Regions from separate parts of the Triticum aestivum genome. Here region 2 is linked to region 1. Evidence: chromatin contacts called from public Hi-C data. All regions are on one chromosome and are shown on one strand. The core of a region is the stretch at or near the end of the contact, and the rest is flanking DNA. Distances in the headings are between cores, read along the strand shown.

Region 1 (7,839 bases), core at 1,888-4,387:
GAGTTATATCCCAAATTCTAGTTTTTTGCGAAGTTGCATATCGTGAAGCTATTCATTTAGCTTGCATTTTTTTAGAGGGGAGCTGAATTTTAGAGAGCAGATCAGTGCCAAACATGCTCTTATAGTGAATAGTACATGTGCTAGGAATTCATGTTTCTTTAGTAAACCAAAATATTTTTTCATGATAATACGTGTCTTATCTTATTTATATCATAAAGATTATAATATAAGCCACATAGACCCGCTAGGCTTTGCATAAAGGAAACACATCTAAGAAGGAAAATTACAATAAAAATTGAAGAATCCTCTGAACTTGATACCAATGTCCGTCATTTGCCTTCGGCACCACCACGACATCCACCAAAGGAAAAAATAACAGATCATCTCCTCAGCCGAGCTTCACGCGGCTCCAACATTGATATGCAACTTTATGGACCTCCAAAGTGGCCAAACAAAGGCGAAACTATTGTCGTTCAAATCAAACTGGGGCAACATCCTGGACACGTTGTCAAACTCCAGATCGGGCACCCCTGCACAACTAAGATGTCGGAGGAGGAAACCATACCTGCCAGCAACGAACCACCCAACCAGACATGATCCACAATCTTCCAGATGACGCTGATGTAGACCATAGTTTGCCATCCTAGACTACCTCTCAAGCTCCATGCAGGCGCTCGAGCAAACATCATCATAACGACGGAGCCCTAGGCACAAGTCCACCATGAAGATGTCGTTGCCACATGCTTGAACATGCAAGTTTCTAAATCCATCCCTAACCATAGTCCGATTACCTTGTCGGGAAAGGATTTGAAGCTTTTTTAATCAGTGCCGCCGTCACCAGCACCGAGATCAAGACGATGAACGACCCAAAAACCTAAGCAACCAGGGCCGAAAACTTAAAAGCTACATGATCGCACACGTGGATCGAGCGATGCCCTCACCGCCGACGATCGACGTCGTCAGCGAAGGGGAGCTGCTAGAGGACGGGGACAGAAGGAAACGCTCATGGCGGGCTGGCTAGATGCCTTTTCTTTCTTGGTCATATCAAACATATTTCATCATAAAATTTTACAAAACATGTACTCCCTATGTAACTAATGTAAGGCGCTTTTGTTGTTTAATTAGAGCAATTCCAATGGGGCGATCCATTTTGTCTGTTTGGGTTATCCGGACACAAAACTCAGTCCAACAGGGCGACCCAAACAGACATGGCGTTCGCCTACTGTCCGTCTGGTGTCCGCTCGGACCCATTTTGGTCTCAAATCTGAGAAAATTTAGGTCAAAAGCGGACACAAAGCGAACGTTGTTTGTGCCCTCTTCGCCCCCTCTGTCCGTCTGCATGTACCGGCTGGCCCACTTGCCATCCACCCATCTGTCCTATCCCGTCTCTCTCCTCCTTTTCCTCTCTCTTCTCCCCCACCCACCCACCCACCCCACTGGAGCAACGCCGGCCTGCCCTCCGCGCCTCCGCCCCCGCGCCTCGCCTCCCTAGCTCCGCGCTTGGCCGTGCCCGGCCTCCCCGTCTTGGTGCATGCCGCCGCACATGGACGGCCCGGCCACGTCGTCGCCCGAGCTCCAGGCGCGCCTGTGCGACCTCGTCGAGCGGGGGCGTGGCCGAGCGGGGCGCGGCTGCTGCGGAGGGCAGGGCGAGCTGCGGAGTGCGCGCGCGTGCGAGCGGGGATGCGGCCGAGCCGGGCGCGGCGGCCGCGGAGGGCAGGGGCGAGCTGCGGCGCGATGAGGTGAGCTGCAGCGAGGCGGGCGAGGGGAGCGTTCGCGGTGAGCGGGCGCGTGGAGGGCGTCACGGGATGCGGGGAGCGGGACGAGCTGCGTCTGGCGAGCGAGGCAGGCAGGGCGCGCGGGAGCTGGCGCGACGGCCGCGGCGAGCGCGAGCGCGCACGCGAGCTGGCGCGTGCAGGCGGCCGCGGGGCGACTTCCCTTCCTTGTGCAGCTACCCACATCCAGAGCCAGAGCCAGGGACAAAAACAAAGGAGTCTCGCAGGCGAGCAACCGTGCGTGCGTGCATGCATGAGCATGGCATGGCATGGCAGCGACATGGAGATCACGTACAGTGCTGGCACAGCGGACGCCATTGCCAAATATACGTGCGTGCGTGTTGGCGCTGCCGCTCCACCCTCCGACCGGGCCCTGCCCATGCACGCCCGCCCCATCCGTCACGACGACGCACCACAGCTCGTGTCTGGCAGAGTATGAACTGCTAGCAAGTCTGGCCAATCATGCATCGCAGCGTGCGGGCGCAGCGGCCGCGGGGCGGGAAGAGGCCGAGCTGCGGCGTGGAGGCAAGCTCGCGGGCGCGGGACGCGGGTTGAGGCGGCGCGGGAGCTTGCCCACCAGGTGTTCGACCGAATGCCGACGCGGACATGCACAAAATGCGTCTTGGCCCCGTTGGGCGTACCGACCGCCCCATACAAAAAAGCGGATACGGACGCGCGGACAACCGACAAAAAAAAACAAAATCGGTGTCTGTTTGGATCGGCCCGTTGGAGTTGCTCTTAGTTGTAGTATACTCCCTCCGGTCATTTTTACTCTGCACATTGGATTTGCCGAAAGTCAAACTTTGCTAAGTTTGACCAAATTTATATTAGAAATTATTAGCATCTATAATATGTAATAAATATAATATGAAAATATATTCTAAGATGAATCTAATGATATTGGTGTTGTTATGTGAATGTTTATAATTTTTTGTATAAACTTGGTCAAAGTTGAATGAGATCGACTTCGGTCAAACCTAATATGCAGAGTAAAAATGACCGGAGGGAGTACGTTTCAATATATTCCCTCCGTTTCTAAATATATGTCTTTTTAGACATTTCAAATGGAGTCTTTTTAGATATATGAGTCTTTTTAGACATATTTTAGAGTATAGATTCATTCATTTTGCTTCGTATTTAGCCACTTGCTGAAATCTTTAAAAAAACCTATATTTGAGAACGGAGGGAGTACTTGTGTAATCTTTTCATATTTTTAAAACTGAAAAGATTCAAAAAATAGTAATTCAAAATTCGGGCGCTATTTGCAATTTCCGCGATAACTAGATTGTGATTTTTCAACCAGAAAGAAATTGTGATTTCCTCCACATTGTGCAGGACCCATCGGTCCTGTGCTTCGTCTGAAGCGCTTCCATATGTCCAACTCCAAACCCATCCCAGAACCCGACTAAAGTTTCAAACCGGACATCTTCCCGATCCTTATGGCGACCTCGCCGCCGCGGAGCCCTAACTCAGGCGATCGGCCCGAGACCGCTGACCTCGCTCTCGCAGCTCCGGCACAGCCCACTCGCATATGGAACTCCCTCGTCGCCCGTCTCCCTACGCTACCGAACTCCCTCCTCCTCGTCGCCGCCTCCGATCTCCTCCGCCGCCTCTTGGCGGTCCGCAGACGCCGCCGCCGCCGCCGCCGCCCTTCTCTCCCACTCCCCATCTACGATGACGCCGCAAGCTCCGCCCGGTGAGAACCTCTACTCGAATCAGCGCGGCGCCTGTGATTCCAATGCCGCGCAGGCTTTTGCTGGAGTAGTGCTGTACTTTGTGCTCTCGTTGACTGCTGACAGAACGGAGTAGATTTGTGCGGATTTAGTGTTACAGGTTACGAGATGACCTGTGATGAACTTGTAGAAACGTGTTCAGGAATTGGTCACTCGACCCAAAATATAGGACCCACCACTACTCTTGAGCTAACGCATCATAGATCTGGTCATCTAGCTATCTGTCCGGTGTTCCTTGTTTGTGAAGAATTACCTGGAATGCTTTTGACTATATGTTATTAACAGGGTTTCTGGTGAGATGCCCAAAGCTTTTGCCATCTTAGAAGATATCGTGCAGCATACTTTATCTGATTTGCATAGCATTCAGAAGAGCTTACTTTATTGGAAGTCCAAAGCTGAGGTATTAAGTCAATTGATAACTTTTTTTTTTGCCTTTTTAGTATGCAGAGAAGTTAATATTATTTTGCTACTTACCTACTTTTGCCTGTGGTAATTTTTCAGGGAACAAACTCACATAAAATGTACTTTATGATGTTTGAAAGAGGTCCAAGGGCCTTCCTTGAAGCAACATGTCAAACACTAACTAGACTCAGGAGCAATGGGAGTCCATCCGAGTACCTTTTAGGCTCTGCATCTGATATAGTCTCAGTAAAACTTGCTGTCCTGACGAATATGCAACATCGATTGGCTGCTTTTCTGGCTGAGGTTTGCTACTCTAACGTGTTTATCGTGAAAAAGTAGCAATAGCGCCATGGTTTCAACTTTCTGCTGATGTGAAGTAGAATAAAACAGTCAAAAAGCATTTTCGTGATTAACCTTGCTCCTGCTCTCCAAAAAAAAGGAAACAAAAAGAAACTGTTGTATCGCTGTAGTCAAATTTCAAAGTTATCTTTATTTGAATAATGTTGCTTTGTGCTACATGACTTGTCATTTACATGAACTTAAACTCTGACTTGCTTCTTCTATAGGTTTACTCTGAAGTTGATAAATGCAGAGAAGGATTAACTGAAAGTTCAGATAAATCACTACATACACTATTTGTTATTTTGAACACCGTCTTCCCCAAATTGGAGGTATCTCTTACAAATGCTAGTGAGGTATGCAATGCCTGTTGTCCATATATTTGGATTTGTAACATGTTTTGCCTCTTTGATGCTATGTTGTTTAATTAGTTAAAACACATGTTTTCAGGGGCAAACTCTACCATTCACTCATGACGAAAACTCATCTCAACTTATCTTCGAAAGATTGCCAGAGGTTGATGTTGAGAGTCCACAATGGAGTGAGGCCTTAGCAACAGATGCTATTAGTCTGATCTATGAAAACCTCCAGAAGCTAGATAGTTTTGTTTCCTCTCAGGTAAGTAACTCATTTCAACGATGACACATGTGAGATCATCGTCTTCCCAGTCTCATAGCACAATGACCTTAGACCATTACAGGGTTAACACATTTGAGGGGATAACTTGGCAGTGACGGCTCCTTCAGGGGGGATGTGAGAGTAGAGATGTGGATGAACCTTCCTTTTCTGTCCGTCTTAAAAGAAATCAGGATACAAGTGCCTCTCTTCATGGGGTGCCATCTCTAGTAGATGGAAACCATCATTAGGAAATAGATAACTAACATATATAAATAGGAAATAGATAAAACAGGCAGGTGGATTTTAGAAATATTTCGCTGAAATATATATAAAAGCTACCCTCCAGTCATGGGGATTGTTGCCAGTTTGCCACCCTTCTGCATGTCTTTCGTCCTCTATGCCATAAAACTCAGGTTCTTGATTTCTGTTACCTGAGTTGTTGGAGGGGTATTAAAGTTTTAATTTCAGTATTTTATATTTACCCGTTTGTGCTTATCTATATCTATATGCCAGTCACACATGCTTTCTTATTATAAATTGGTGGTAGGATTACAGCTATACCAATACCAGTATAGTACCAATGACAGAATTGAAAATATCAAGCATGAGGTATCTGAATTAATCCTGTGGATAACATAGCGATAATGTGTAGCTTGTATGGCACTCCATGTAAAGTACATGCTGCTTAGTATTACGTAATTTATCTGAAGCGTGTTTTTGTTTGCGGATAGCTTTCAAGTCATAAAAAGCCAAGAAATATGACCATATACTGGTTACCCTACACGTGTGGAGCAATTGGCCTCTCTGCATGTTCCCTATGGCTTTTGCGCCATAGTAGCTTGATGGGAAGTTCTGACATGGACAACTGGATTCAAGATGCTAAGGAGTCAGTTGCTGGATTCTGGGATGAACATGTTGAGAGACCAGTAAGACACTTTCTTTATATGTCTTCTACTATTATTTATCTTATATGGCATTCTAGTGTAAGTTAACTGAAGGCAAATCAAGGTATTTAATGAAGGCAGAGGCTTTTCAGGTTGGTTCTGGTTGTACATTTACTTATGCAAGATATCGTGTGAGGTCCTGCCAGAAGCATTGGTTTGTTTGTCACATATAACTGAAAAAAGAAGCATGCCGCCTTGTGCGTTACTGGCTGTAGTGTTTGCTTATGGTGGTAACAGATTGATGGAAGTGAATTCATGTTTTCCTTACGGGAGCATTTGTATATGTTAAGATGAAGATGCTTTAGTAGATGAGCATATATTCATATATAAGCCACAAAGCTTGTCAATATTCACCTTCATCGGTGTTGTAATTGTCAAAATACTGTTCAATTTTTATGCGGAACTGTTGAAGTCCAGAAAGCATTGCTACAAGCTGGTCTACATTTCTATAAATTTGGAAATCAGTCAAGTTATTGTGCTCACATCATGACTGCCTTTTATGTTTTGACAATTGCAGATCATTTCCATTAGAGATGAGCTATTCGAGACATTCAAGCGAACAGATAAACGTGTAATGGAAAGGGAAGAGGTCCAACTAACCGAAGAATCATTGCACAGGTTGTTCCCAATGCTGTCATTCTCTAATCTGAATTATTATACTCATGGTTCTTTCTTGAAATAGAGTAGAGCTATTATAGCATGACTTTGAGGAGATGAGATACTAGAATAGGGAGAAACAGATCATAGATGAGACAGGACTTACGGTTAAAAATAGTAATCATAGACTGATCTCTTCTTGTTTGTTCTTATGAGTAACAACACGCAGCCTTTTATAGGCCAACTAAACTTGTCCCCAATACTGTTCTTTGTCTAGCAATCCAATCCAACTCAAACTCAATTTGTCAATCCGCACCCATTACTCTCTCCATTTTTAAATGTAAAACGCATTCAATTGTTTATGACAACTGATAATTTCTCCATTGATATGTGGTTATGTGAAACAGAACCACAATTCACAATAATCATAAGCAAGTACATTTGAATATGGATCTACCGACATCAATTTTATGTCACATAAACTGCCTTGTCTTAACCAATTCACAATCATAAGCAAGTACATTTGAATATGAATCTACCGACATCTAATTTCATGGAGTAATTGTTGGTCAAAGTCAGTATAGTACAATTTATGTACACCCTACATTTTTAAAGAGAGAGAGTAGTAATATAAACAGAACCTTGTTCATCCAAACGCCTACATGCTGTTCCTTATGTACTTTCATTTTGCTATAATAATATTGCTTCATTTTGGAGCGGCGTAATTATCCCAGTGAAAATCTATTTGTTCGCATTTTCTTGAATATGTAAAACTTTAGCGTCGCATTTTATGTTCTGAAATGCAATAGAGTACCAAATCACATTGTGCATTATTTGACCATGCTGGTTACAGGATGTTAATTACCTTTTGTGAGCAAACTTCAAAGGAAAAACCAGCACAAGATGCATCATTGCAGGAGTTGCTGGAGATTGTCATGAAAAGGTAAGACTGAACTTTTAACCATACATACTGTTGTTCATTCATCCTGTATCTTCAGCCAGTTGTTGCAAGTTCAATGGCCACTTGAATATTGTAATTTCTTGTTGCTTACTCTGGAGCAATACTACATGTCCACCTTCCTGTTCTGCCTTATAAAGACATCTTCAATCGCTTTTCAGTTCCCTTGTGCAACTAAAATAGTGTTGGCACTGGGGCTGACAAAAGATAAGCATTTTATGGGGGGCGTAAGAAAGCCATCTGAACTAGTTTAAGTCATATGGAATATGTGAAAAATCTTGGTCATAGCAGCAAATAATTCCACTCGGTGGATTTTTATTTAATGCTTATTTACATTTGCATTTAAATGTTTAGTACCTATTTTTGAGAATCCCAATCGAACTTGAGTTTCTGCTGTGAGTGATAGAAACAAACTTCAGGAAGCTAGGGATAGTACCTATTTGTTCAGCATGACTCCTAAGAAGCGGTCGATACAA
Region 2 (7,839 bases), core at 3,132-5,631, 270 kb before region 1:
TTTCCTCATTCATTTCATATTCAGATTGTAGAAATGCCATAATAGCAGTCCATTTTGAAACTGCAATGTGCCAGAGGTACAATATTCATTTTGAGTAGAAGTCAACTGATCCATCAAGGTGTGTTGTTTCTGTTGTAGCCATCATACCACAAAAGTTTCATCCTCATCAGCATGCTTGCTTATAACTGTCTGTTCGCATTGTTATAACTACCACCATGGGTACTGAATCATAGGGCTTTCCATATTCATAAACAACTCTCTTAACCAACACAGCTATCCATTCACGAAAGACCAGCCCATTTTGACTGGATGGGAGGAGGAAATTTATGATGTTGCCAAAAAAATCATGGAGGAGCCAAGTCCAAAGCAGTAAGCTATCCCTTTCACTATGATGGTTTGCAATTCAGTACGCGCGAGCTTCTTTTTTGAACTTCAGAATGAAAACATAAATTTTGCTGAATGACCTTTACACAGGCTGTATCTCATTCGGCGGAAGATCAGAAAAATGATTGAACATAATGTGTCACCTTATTTCATTTTCTGTGTGAGCTCTACTTTACCTTGTGTTTATGTGTTCTTTGTGATTCCAAGAGTCTGGCCGAGGTTCATTTTTGTCAGAGCTCATTACTGTTTGTGATTTTCCCTTTTGCTTTGTGATGCAGCACTTGGTTAATGAACTGAAAAGGGACAGGGATGAAGATTTTCAGAATAGCATCGATGAACTGGCACTGGAGTTGAACCAAGTGAGCCCGTCTACAAGCATTCCTTTTTCTTAAGCTGGACTGCGCGCATATTAAGTGATACTACTTCCCATCCGTAATAAAGTGACGCGGTTTTGAACTAACCTCAGTTCAAAACTGTGACACTTATTTTGGATCGGAGGGAGTAGGTTATTTTCTATTTGTGAACTAGTCTACTGTGTAAGTGTGCGCTAATATATATTGCTTGCTTGTTTCAGAACGAGCAGTGCAAAGAATACAAATCTCAGGACACAATTTCTGACAAAAGAGCTATCAATATAGAAGGTTTCGCTGTTGAAGGCCCGGACCAAGGGGAAGCCATCCAATGCTTCATAAAGATTGAAGGTACAAGCCAAAAAAAAAACTGGTTCATTCAATCAATCATGAACTGTGGTGTAAAATGACTATACTTTGCAATTGCAGAATTCACTGTGAGGTTCATGAGCTTCTACAGATCTTTAATAACGAAGAACTCAAGCAGAGGCGGTGTTCCTTCATGAAGAGGGTGGAATCACTCTCTCGATCAACAAATCCTCTAGCGCGAGCGAGTGTTGTAGCAGTGTTGATAAATAAGCAGTGGTGTGCCTCTGAAGTCTGAATCAAAGCACCTCGGCGTTGCTTTGCATGTTAAGAAGGAAAACATACCTTTTTTTATCCGCCCCGTTTGCGTGTATACGTGTGAATTGTGATTATGCACACAACTCTGTATACGTGTGAATTGTGATATTGTGGTTTGTACAAAAATCAACTTCATATATGATAATTTGTGTGATCTGAGAATAATGTCGTACGACTGTATATTAACAATGTTTTCCCCTTTCTCGAAAGGTATTCCTTGCCTGGTACTGGTGTAATGCATTGATACTAGACTTAGATGTGCAATACTTAGGGCACATCTAGATGTGCTTTAGCAAAATCGTTGATAATATCAGGAACCCAAGTTTCTCCATGTGCAAAAGTGCCATATTACTTGTGCTGTTATGCATAATTCTGAAGGAATCTCATTAGCATCTTTGATAGTGTAAAATTGCCCATGTGCTAGGTTTAGAACAGACTTGCTTAGTGTTTACTCAGGTCCAGCAGACGTTCAGTCCCCTGTTCATCTTCTAAATAGTTGCAATGAACAATGTAATCACAGTGGTAAGTGAAAAATATCCACGCTTACATTTATTTGGAAATATTTCGGTATATACACACGTCCCATGCATGAACGTACCTAAGCTACCAATTCCTACCAACTACTATAGTACTAAAAAGGATTCAACAAAATTTGGAGAACGCGACACACCGGATCGCCACTCAGTGTTGCGTGGCCGGTGACCGTTGGTTACCGGTGGTCAGTTGCCGGAGGTGATGACGTTGTCCGGTGTCCAGTGGCCTCGTGGACCGCCGCTGCAGTGAGGCCACTGTGTCCGTGTTCTTCGGCGAAGGCGATCTCCTCGTTGGGCGGCGCGTCGAGGTCGGTGCGGCAGACCGGACACGTGGTGTGCGCGCCGAGCCACGAGTCGATGCACGCGGCGTGGAAGGCGTGGCGGCAGACGGTGAGCGGCCGGACGGCGTCGCCGGGCGCGAACTCGGACAGGCAGACCGCGCACTCCGCCGGCGCCGCGGAGCCGGCGGCGTCGGCCTCGAACCGCACCGTGGGGAACGAGGCGATGACGGCGGGGTCCAGGCCCGCCGGCTTGCGCGGCGCGGGCGCGGGCTCGCCTTCTTCGCCCGTGGCGGCGTCCGCGTCGCTGGACTGGAGGCGGCGGCGGCGGCGGAGCCAGAGGGAGAAGAAGCGGAGGAGGTCGCGGAGGAGGAAGATGGAGAGGAAGCAGAGCAGGAGGACGAAGAGGAGGAAGACCGGGAGCAGCATGGGGAAGGACGCCCCCTGCTGGGCCGGTGAAGGCGGCGGCGGAGGAGGCCTCGGCAGGTGCGAGGCGCGGACGTCGAGGGCGCTGAGGAGGCGGCGCGCGGCCATGGCCAGCGTATGCATCCGCCGCGGCGACCATGGGGTGGATGGGATCGATGGGCTTTTAGGTGTGGCTCACGCGCGCGCGCATGGGTACGGGCACGGGGCGGAGTGGGGCGAGGCGAGGCGGAGGGTGGTGGGTCGTCGGCGTCGGGCGTCGGTGTCGCTGTTGGTAGGGACGGAGCCGTGAGCTTTACGGCGAGGCGAATGCGACGCCGGGACGGAACGACATGGACGCTCATCATGCATGAACATTGGCCAACCGACCCGACACCCAATCCCATGGCGCTGCGCGCCCGCGTGCTGGTCTTGGCGGGTCATACCCTCATGATATTTTCGAAGTTTCTTTTAGGGAATTTATTACACTGGGTGGTGGGTGCTCAGTTTAGGGAGATATTTTTTTTTACTAACAACTAGCTAAATAGTGATAGTTCTGACAAAAAAACTAGCTAAATACTCCCTCTGCCCTAAATTATTTGTCGCAGAAAGTCGCGAAAATGGATCTAAACATCTAAACATTCATTTTTGCGACAAATAATTCGGAACGGTAGAAGTTCCGAATTACTTGTCGCGGATATGGATGTATCTAGATGTATTTTAGTTTTAGATACATCCATTTTTACGATGAATAATTTGAAACGAAGGAAGTAAATCTTGATCTATCACTGACAGAAAATGTCACATTTTTATCACCACCTGGCACACGTAGTGAGCTATCTCAGACTTAAATATGAAAATTAGTGTCACATCTTATAAAATTATCTTGTACTACTAAATCACAGCAATGAATTTATACACGATAGGTAAATATATTGCACAAGAAGAACTTTGTGTTATTTTTAGGGATGAGACCAGATGCATCGAGACATTGTTGCCGGTGCCCTATAAAATCGGTGCAGGCAAGCTATGCTCCTTCCTTGCATTGTCCACCTATATCTTGGCAGTCCTAGTAAAACTGGATCGGCGACCTAGCGCCCAGTCTAGAAAAGAAAAAAACAAACATGAAAAAAAAGAAAAAATATATAAAAAAGAAAAAATGAGTGAAAACCCAGAAAAAAGAAACAAAAGAAAAAGAAAAAACCGATTCATAGAAGGTTCTAGAACCCTCTCATAAACGGTGGGAACAAAAAACAAAATGGGGCGACTCATACGCGCGAGGAGGGGTGGTGAGGGGTTCGTAATTTCAGAAGAATCATTACCGCAAGACATACAGAGGGTGTATGCGCTAGGTCGCTATACATCGGCCTACACGCCAAATAGGAGCCACGCTATTGGACGTTGCTAATTTACATCCGGGCTTAGGGGATGGATAGTAAAATCATGAAAAAAAGAAAAAAAATGTGCAAGATGCTGTTGTGCGTGATGTCCGTGCAAAATTTGATGAAACTTGAACATCTGAGAAGCTCATGGCAAAAAAGACAAAATATAAATCAGATTTTTTATGTTTTCTGCTATGTTTTTTAGGTTTTACTGTTCATCGAATGCACATGAGGCCGGGCACCCAGCGAGAGCGATAGATGATGGGCCGTATGGGCTGCTGGTCTTCGTGGCCTCTGGAGTGAACGAGGTCACCGTCTTTGGTCGCCTTGTGCTCGAAAAAAATAATGGTTGCCGTCGGATACGTGATGCACGGCCAGCGGCGTCCGACGTCCCTCTGACGGAGAAATAGCTACGCGAGACGATCTCGTTTGAGAGGCGCCGCCCTTTCCCGTCCCTCCCCGCGGCGTGCCGCGCCACGCCTCACCGGCCCTCCAGTCGCTGCCGCGCCTCCCCTCACCCCGCCCCCCAGCTCGCCGCCGCGCCTCGCTCCGCGGCCTCCTCCCGGTCCACCTCCTCCCCCGCGCCTCCTCTGTCCCTCCCGCCCCTCCTCTGCCTCGGCCGCCGCTGCATCTGCAAGCAGCAGCACATTGCGCAGCGTTGACTGCCGTGAGGAATCGTCTACGCTAAAATAAAAGTGCGTCGCCGGCGACGGCGAGCGACCGCGCACGCCGGAGGCAGCTGGCAGGAGGAAAGGGACCGCGGAGAGGAGATGTTCACGAACGCGCAGCGCCAGGTCGAGCGCACTGGCCGCGGCGGTACCCCGAGAGACCAGTACCTTCAGGTTTGCCCCCTTCCCGCCTTCTCGGTCGGGGATTGCCCGGGGTCTCCCAATTCCTCCCGCGATTGTTCTAACTTGTTAACGTACCCGTAATCACGAATTTCCTCAGGATCTTGTGACCCAGTTCCAGGACTCCACGGATGAAGGTAAAAATCTGTTGGCTGATTCGTTCTTCTTTCTTAGGCTTGCACCGGAGTCAAATTTCTGTGTTTTTGTACTAGAATTCGGTGTATTGGTTTTGGTGGAGCTGAAAACAGAAGCTGAGTTCAGTTAGAATTATGGTAGAAATCGTTGTCAGCAGATTGTGCTGCGAAACTGAATTTCGTCGCCGCTCAGTAAAGACAATTGTATAGGGGCCAAAACAAACAACTTAGTGAAGTACTAGTGAAGTTCCAAACGGCACCAAGGAAAAGATGCACAATAGATTCTAAGCTAGACAAAAGGGGTTGTAAGGTTGACGCATGGGCTCTCTAGTGATGTCGTCGACTAGATAGCACAGCAAAGGTTTGGGAATTATCATATGGTATGAAGATAGCTCTACTTTGTCGGTGAAACGCCACAGCTTCAGTGTTATTTATCATATTATGTGCTCACCAAATTCATCAATTTATTTATTTTTGTTTCAGGGTACAAGGAGAGAATTGTTGCAAACCTGTCAAATTTTGCATATGACCCTTATAACTATGCCTTTATGCGCCAGGTTGATGATTCCACATGCCTTTTGTTTCGGTCAATTGCTGCATTTTTTTGGTAGCACTGTTCTGGTACTTTCCTATTCAATGAGACGGTATATATGTTCTGTTCTCTCAGCTGAATATTCTCGAGTTGTTCTTGGACTGCATTACGGAACCAAATGAAAGGCTTGTTGAGTTCGGCGTTGGTGGAATATGTAATTCATGTGTTGGTGAGCAATCTAATGTCTTGAATTCTACGGAATTTTTTATTATTGTGAAGCATGCAAGGTACTTATTCAATGTGTCTATCAAACATATTTTTTCGACGCGGTCATCTTATTTTGAATTTATCATGCAGATCCAGCAAATGCTTCTGTTATTACTCAATGTGGTGGAATCCCGTTGGTTGTACAATGCTTATCTAGCCCAGTTAAGAATACAGTGAGTGTTTCTGAACCTATGAACTGCAATCATAACAGTATAGGTCTTCTTTGTTTTGAAGAGTATTTTTTTTCTGATTGTTTCCTTGCATGTAAATTTCCTCTTGATCGATTAGGCTACTTTGGGTGATGTCTAAAATAAAGGTTACTTCGGGAAGTAGGGCTAAAGGAGAGGAGACATGTGAATTGAGGATATTTAGCCAGGACACCCTCAGTCGCCTGTCTCTCTGTTTCATCCATTATCTTCATTGCATACATATCAGTCTTTATGTCACTATATGTTCTCACTTCAACATATCCAACATTTCCATTTGATTGGTTGCCTGCAGGTGAATTACGCACTTGGAGCCTTGTACTACTTATGCAACCCGTCGACAAAGAATGAGATATTGAAACCGGATGTACTTAGGATCATAAGAGACTATTCTGCAGCTGGAGCCGTCAACAGCAGCTTCAGCAATCTGGCAAATGCATTTCTGGACAAGCACGTCAACTCGTGACGGCAGTTCAGAACTGCAGATGGTAAGGCATGTAGCATTTCATCTGATAGAGGACAGACAGGAGAGGCTACGCAGGAGTTACAATTCTGTGTCCATTTATCCAAGCACAATAATTAGTTGTGACATAAATCTGGAATTTTTACGACCTCTGTGAGAAATCAGTAAGTTCATCAGCGTTGAGGTCTTGGTATTTATTCCAGACAACTGTAAAATTATCGACTCTAATTGGTGGAGTTGGCAGTAAAAGAAAGGAGGATAAAGTGCTCCTTTGTTAATTCCATGTTCTTGAATACTCCCTCCGCTCTAAAATAAGTGTCGTTAATTTAGTACAACTTTGTACTTAATCTGTGACACTTATTTTGGGACGGAGGGAGTACAGTTTCTCCGCTTCAAGTAGATATCCACATGAACGTGAACAAGAGCTGAAGTGCTAAATGAGGATTTCATTCATGACCCATCTCTGTCATATTTCTGTTAATTTTCACATCCTTCCAAGTTTGCCAAACTGCTGGTTAAACATGTAATCAGTCTCTCCATGCTTCATTATAAAGTAGTAGCAGAAAACTATCATTCTTCCCCACTCTCTGTGAAGTTGTGATACCTTGATCTATATACACAACAATTAGATTACGGAAGAGGAAAGAAGCCGTGCACAAAAGATGGATTAAGGAATATAAGTATTAGAGCACAAGAACTCAAGTGCTTCAATAAATTGACCAGCACAAATGATTAATTACTTCGATAAGAAGGTGCTCCACCTTATACAAGTATTAGAGCACAAGAACTCAAGTGCTTCGATAAATTGACCAGCACAAATGATTTTTTTTTTGATAATATGGTGCTCCACCTTATATATATTCCAAACAGACTGAAACCTGACGCGGTTCACAGATGAGCATTTTAAGCATGTGTCTCTACATTTCAAGATGGTGATGTCAAGGTCATGCCTTGTTCTTAAATTTGTCGGATTCAGAAGAAGGCAAAGCAATTTTTTGTTTAAATAATTTAAGTCGAGACTTGAATCTAGGACCCATTGGCTTACGTTTTATGCACTAACTAGTAGAACCAAAAGTCGAGAACGATCAAAAAGATTGGACAATACATGTATACTTCAAGGGACATGTTGCAGATGTCGTGCAAGAGGTTCATGATGGTGGATTCATTTCCCCAATGCCGCTCATCCCCAAGGTATGGATACACTCCTGCATAGAATTCTAGTAGTACGCTCTTTGCCGCTTCTCCTTGAAAGATGTGAAACTTGGGTGAAAAGACATAAAAAAGGACCACCAAAAGACCACAAAGCTATCTGCTGCTTTACTTGCTTCACTACATGAGTTGTGTTACTCACTGCTGGATCAGTCTGATATATGGAGATAGAAAGGCAGGGGTGGTAATAATTGATGCGTTAAACAAGTAGGTGAACTTTATTTGTT

The links. A called contact is a pair of places that touch in the nucleus more often than the background predicts.
Region 2: a Hi-C map of leaf shows a contact between it and region 1, with 8 times the contacts expected there. The contact joins the promoter of LOC123050155 here to the promoter of LOC123050145 in region 1. A contact is called at or near these places in 2 of 5 Hi-C or Micro-C datasets (leaf and root).

The regions. Positions count from the first base shown.
Region 1 is chr1A:349,187,050-349,194,888 of IWGSC CS RefSeq v2.1, reverse strand. It overlaps LOC123050145 (protein DGS1, mitochondrial), which reads left to right and starts at 3,137. Exons shown (of 14, transcript XM_044472985.1): 1 at 3,137-3,468; 2 at 3,791-3,905; 3 at 4,007-4,210; 4 at 4,474-4,602; 5 at 4,697-4,864; 6 at 5,596-5,790; 7 at 6,326-6,426; 8 at 7,259-7,348. The coding sequence starts at 3,212.
Region 2 is chr1A:349,462,126-349,469,964 of IWGSC CS RefSeq v2.1, reverse strand. It overlaps LOC123050155 (armadillo repeat-containing protein 7), which reads left to right and starts at 4,381. Exons shown (of 6, transcript XM_044472993.1): 1 at 4,381-4,795; 2 at 4,902-4,938; 3 at 5,419-5,492; 4 at 5,603-5,696; 5 at 5,825-5,907; 6 at 6,236-6,681. The coding sequence starts at 4,724. The coding sequence ends at 6,406. It overlaps LOC123127401 (replication factor C subunit 5-like), which reads left to right. Exons shown (of 11, transcript XM_044547126.1): 7 at 274-369; 8 at 475-544; 9 at 663-743; 10 at 959-1,085; 11 at 1,164-1,524. The coding sequence ends at 1,240.